Regions from separate parts of the Hordeum vulgare genome. Here region 2 is linked to region 1. Evidence: chromatin contacts called from public Hi-C data. All regions are on one chromosome and are shown on one strand. The core of a region is the stretch at or near the end of the contact, and the rest is flanking DNA. Distances in the headings are between cores, read along the strand shown.

Region 1 (2,696 bases), core at 148-2,647:
GAGGCGCCCGCTTGCATTTGAGCACGACCTTCTTCTTCGCTGCCTCCGCCACCTCGGTTTCACCAATATTGTCGGCGTCCCTATACCGAGCGGGAGGGTGAGCTTTAGGGTGACCGACCCCCTTGGTGGCGGCAACGGTGCCGGCGGCAACGTGCGCGCCACCCTGCACGATGATGTTGCCGAGGCGCTTGCGAGGAACGGCGTTGGAGGAGGCTTCTCGCGCGGCCCGGAGATGGCCGGCGGGGAGATCCACCGCGGTTCCGCCCGCCATTGATTTGGCTACCTCTACTTCCACGGTGACGAGCGCGGGGTCAGGGGTGTCCATGGCCGCGCTGGAGGGTCGCCGGGAGCTCGGCCGGAGCGGGGAGGTGAAGATCCTCGGCGACGGGGGAGAGGAAAGGTGAACTGCCGCGGTGAAATGTCCCTCCCGCTAAATCGATCTAGAATAGAGGTCGCCGCCGGGTCGACCACGCAAAACGCGATTTTGACACTTCCGCGGGGAAAAGTGTCGCCCCCTCAAATTGTTTCGCAGGCCGGTCACTTTTGCGGTGTCTGGTGTGCGTGCGTTTTCGGTTCGAAACGACAAAACGGTGGTTATTTTATAGTTTTTGCGAAAATGTGGGATCTTATAGAGATGCTCTTAGGCGGTACTACCTCCTTCCGGGATTAGACGTTCTCGATATAACCTGAATTAAAGATTCTCCATCGAGACTAGAACAACAGAAGAAACACAATTCGCTAATACGGTGTACTTAAGCATGCAACTCCCAAAAGTTCAACGTAGCAAGCTGCATCAGTGCATCAGCAAACGCGCAAACTCTCCGTCCTCCACACTCTGTTCATTCTCTGAATGAACTCCTCTGCTCTCATCATGAGTTCGTCCTCCTCGTCCCCGCGTCTCTCCTCCTCTGATGATGATGACGAATCAGCAGCAATGTGCACGCCGTCTCGTCCACTACACTTTTCTCTTGCCTGTGGCCGACGGCTGGCCGCGTCAACTTCGCCTGCTTCCACGAAGCATTGTTCTGCGCAGCCGCAGTCGCTGCCGCCGATGGCAGTGGCAGTGACGGGGTCATGGTGGTGTTCTCCATCTTTCCTTTCGCCTCCATGTGTTTGAGCAGCACAGGGCGTCTCAACTTCAGAACCTCCCGTGATGCGCTCCTTGGCGCGACCCTTATCGTTAGGTGTGCGGCCGCGGGTGCCGAGGAGGAGGACGGCGATGACGACATGGGAGAGGCAGAAGGCCACAAGTAACGGGCTGGAGGACGCCCAGACAGTCACCAGCTCGACCGTGGAGTTTATGAGTAACATTTTACTATGTGTTTCGGAAAGGGAAGATATACTGGCAAAGTAAAAGAAGTCTGTAATGGATTATGATCACAAATCAAGAGCCTTTTAGAAGCTGGATCGATGGTGAACGATCTTGGCGACTTGGCCCTTATATCCTCCCGAGTGAATTGTGTGGGGGAAGATTCTGTTGATGAGTCAACACTCAATCAATCGGGGGAACCGCACATGGTGGGTGTGGGACGTGGTGACCCAACTGAAGGACCTTCCTCGGGAAGAAAACCCGTGTGAACGACGCGAGATTTCAGGTCAAGCGTAGTACCAGCGGCCTGTTCTGAAGTCCTCTGGCTCCTGGAAAATGCAAATGGAGCGGAGCCCGGTATTTAAAAAAGATACAAAAATCAATTTTTGATGTTCCATTTTTTTTCCATGGAAACTTATATATGTGAAGTTGATCCAATATATATATATATATATATATATATATGTGTCTCTCTGTGTGTGTGTGTGTGTGTTCCGTACGTACGTGTGAAAATTCTTTTGAAAATACTGTGATTTGTAGGCTTTATAAAAAAGAAAAATTCCAATCCAACAACAAAAAATGGTCCATTTTAAATATATGTATTTGACTTTTTTCTATACGCCATATGTGAAAGTATAAGGTTATGATTTTTTGCAGATGCGTAACATACATGTGTGTCCACAATTTTTTTTTAAGTTTTTCACGTTGAAGAAAACCGTTTTTCAAAAATGAGCTTCATGAAGCCCGGCCTCCAAAAATCCGCACTCACCAGCTCCACGCTTCACAAGCTAAACTCCTTGTGCGGAGCCGAGCAGAACAGAATAGCTGCCGACAAGCTATTTTTTTCTCTGGCTGCAGGTGTAACTTTTTTAAGACAAATCATTTTTCTAGGAAAGGTCACTAAGGGTAAACAATCTCTTTTTCCAGTTATTTTCTTTTCTTTCCTTTTCTATTTTCCTTTTCTTTTACCTTTTTTTAAATATTTTTTCATTTATATTTATTTTTAACTTTACCTTTTCTTCCCATAATTGTTTTAAAAAATATTGATCTGTAATTTCATGTACTATTCTTGTTATAAAAAAAGAATCACAATCTCAAAAAAGTTACATAATTTCACTAAATGTTTTTGGTTTCAAAATTTAGTTGACAATTTCAAAAACTGTTCTGTTTTTCAAATTTTGTTCATAATTCCAAAAACATGTATAGGAATTTCAAAATATTCATGGCTTCAAAATTGAGTTTACAATCTAAATAAATATTCCCTTTTCTATTTTTGGTACAAAATTTCAAAAAAAAATTGGCGGTTTCAATATTATTTTTTTCACAATATCAAAAATTGTTTTTCTGATTTGAAAATTTTATTCAATAATTTAAAAATTGTGCGCAA
Region 2 (2,696 bases), core at 147-2,646, 320 kb before region 1:
CGGGGGTAAAAAAGACGCTATACTAGATCTGCACATATCCAAAAATGTCTTCTTTTTGTACTTCAGTAATCAACAAAGATTATACCATATTGATATTTGAGCACATGGCAAACATCAGCAACTACGACGCGTTCCCCGTCAAATTTGGGAAGTTGTTAGCTACATATGTTGAAGTTGAATCTATGCATTTTGCAAAGGAAAAAGATATACGAGTACATGATAATACTCTGCAGTATACTCACATTCTTAATCTTAAGCCTAAGTTTGTTTAGAAATATCAGCTAATCTGAGCAACCAGTTACACGACTGATAATTTGTCTTTTCTATTTCCGCAAGCAAATACAAAATTCAATATTACTCTACCAAGCAAAACATCAATACAGGTTTCCCTGCTCCGTGCAAGAAGATTTATGCTAAACCTTCCTAGAAAGCCACTATCTGGAAGCTTCGGGGGCAGGAAAGAACAAGGAGCTACAAGGAACCTAACAGCAGACCAAAAGTAAGTCTACAAACAGCCTTGCTGGGAAACCACCGAACATTCTTTGGGCAGGTAATGACCACAAAGACATGGTACCATATGAAGCAATCATTCAGGTCGAGTTCAAACAACTGACCCCTCCAATTATTTCTGACCGACAGGAGCTGATCGGGTAAATGAATACAGAGACCTTAAATGCATGCGTGAAACCTGTCTAATAACAGAGATCATTGCAGATTGGTACCGCTATCATGAACACGTTTCATCATACGAACCGCAGCGCCTACACGACAATTAAAAAAAAAAATCACCTTGGTCTCATCGCGCAGACTAGCTCTGAGAAACTACCGAGAATCACAAAATCATCCGGACCAAACGGGAGCAGCGATCCACTTCCCGCGCGATACGATACAGGTCTCCTCTAATAACCTGAGACGGAGCAATCGCGCGGCGGCAGAGTGCCGAGCTGACAAGAAGATGGCGAGCGAGAGATGCAGCGAGGTGGATAGATAGGCAGGTAAGGAGTCGTACCCCACGCAGGCGACGAGGCGGCGCACCCACGAGGAGAGCGACCCGCAGCCTAGCAGCATAGCATCCGGTTCGCCGTCGAAGGAGGCCCACGCACGGTCCCCAGCCCCGCCGACGCCGCCACCGATGCAGCCGGCGCAAACCCTAACCCTAGAACCACCCGTACGTCCGGGGGATCGGCTACCTCGCCTGGGCTCGCACGCACGCGCGCACCGTTGCTCTCAGTCGCTTTTTTTTTCTCTCCTTGGATTGGAATTTGGAATTCGATCGAGGGGAGGAGGTCGGGGGGATTAGGACATTATTAGGTGGCGGCTTTCTTCCCCCTTATCTGCTTTTTGGTTTGGGCGCGGGGTGGGGGAGAATCATTGCAGTTGGTTGGCGTTGCTGTGCTAGCTTCTTCTTTTTTCTTTTTTTCTTTTTTTTGAGCTAGTACGTTGCGTTGCTAGGCTAGCTAAGCTAGGCGCCCGGCAGGGGGAAATCCCGCGTGCAAGTGGCTGGATTGCTCCGCGTGTGCAGGGCGGAGGGAAAGTGGTAGAGCCCGTGCGAGGGTGACAGGTGGGGCCTACCCCGGGGATTCGTTGGAGCCCGGATCAGTCGTCCTCGCTAGGATTACTTGTTTTGAGGGGACGATTGCGTTTTCTAAGGTTAAGAACAGGTGCAATAAGGTGACATAAACAGGTTATAAGGACTAGTAAAAGGGTCCGTGCGTTGTAACGGGAGAAAAAAATACCACACGCTTTTAATCTTTTATAATCATTTTGATTTATGAAAATAATAAGCTAACTAACTAATGTAGTCAGTCCTATCTTATTTTGTTGAGAAATCAACCCGTCCATTGTTAATTCCACCATGATGAGAAATTAAGCGGGACAAGCAAAGCAAAATAAAGAGGCTACGTGAATTGATCAAGGGACTGTTATCTTATTTCACTCATGGGGTAGAGAATGTGGGATGAGATGACAAACTAAAGGTGGTGTTCCATTCTCTCTCTCTATAACAATGCAATCTTACATTCAATACATTCATTCATCAGCAAACAAATTCCCACAAAACAAAATTTCTTGTCGGTGCTTGGCACACGGTTGGAGGCATGGGGAGGGGATCTCACGAGATGATGAGTTCCTGCCGGAGGAGGGGATACGATGAAGGGAGCAAGAGTTAGACGCCTCTATCTGGCCATAAGGAGTCGCCGTTGCCGCGTCATAACCTCGGAGTTCCCCGTGTGAGCCATGGAGGCCCGCCTCCACCTGCAAGTACTTCGCTCCGCCGCGCCTTATCCGCGCGCCGCCGCCGTTCTGCATCGAGCAGACGCATCATCCCAAGTCGCTATAGCTGTCGCGTTGATTTGATTCAGAAGCTGTGCTTGAGCGCCGAAACAGAGGCAGCAAGCGGGCAGAGGTACGACCGCGGAGGCGGGCGAGTTGAGATCGACGACAATGGTGATTGAGGTCGGCCGCGGCGACGAGTGGTGTGGCAGTGGCCTGGGCACATGCTAGGGTGGACCAGGGTCGACGCGATGCGCTCGAGCGTCGCAACGGGGGCAGTGAGCGGGGAGAGGTACAGCCGCGGAGGCGGGTGGGTTGAGATCGGCAGCAGTGGCGGTTGAGGTCGGCCGCGGCGGCGAGTGGTGTGGCGGCGGCCTGGGCACAGGCCAGGGTGGCCCAGGGTCGACGGGACGAGGCGATGCGTA

Evidence for each region. A called contact is a pair of places that touch in the nucleus more often than the background predicts.
Region 2: a Hi-C map of leaf shows a contact between it and region 1, with 4 times the contacts expected there. The contact joins the promoter of LOC123402253 here to the promoter of LOC123405166 in region 1. A contact is called at or near these places in 2 of 6 Hi-C or Micro-C datasets (both in leaf) and 1 of 1 datasets of contacts at active chromatin or transcription factors (embryo).

The regions. Positions count from the first base shown.
Region 1 is chr6H:189,294,181-189,296,876 of MorexV3_pseudomolecules_assembly, reverse strand. It overlaps LOC123405166, which reads right to left and starts at 1,397. Exons shown (of 1, transcript XM_045098963.1): 1 at 598-1,397. The coding sequence starts at 1,311. The coding sequence ends at 802.
Region 2 is chr6H:189,612,335-189,615,030 of MorexV3_pseudomolecules_assembly, reverse strand. LOC123402253 reads right to left here and starts at 1,396. Exons shown (of 5, transcript XM_045096146.1): 1 at 1,010-1,396. The coding sequence starts at 1,068.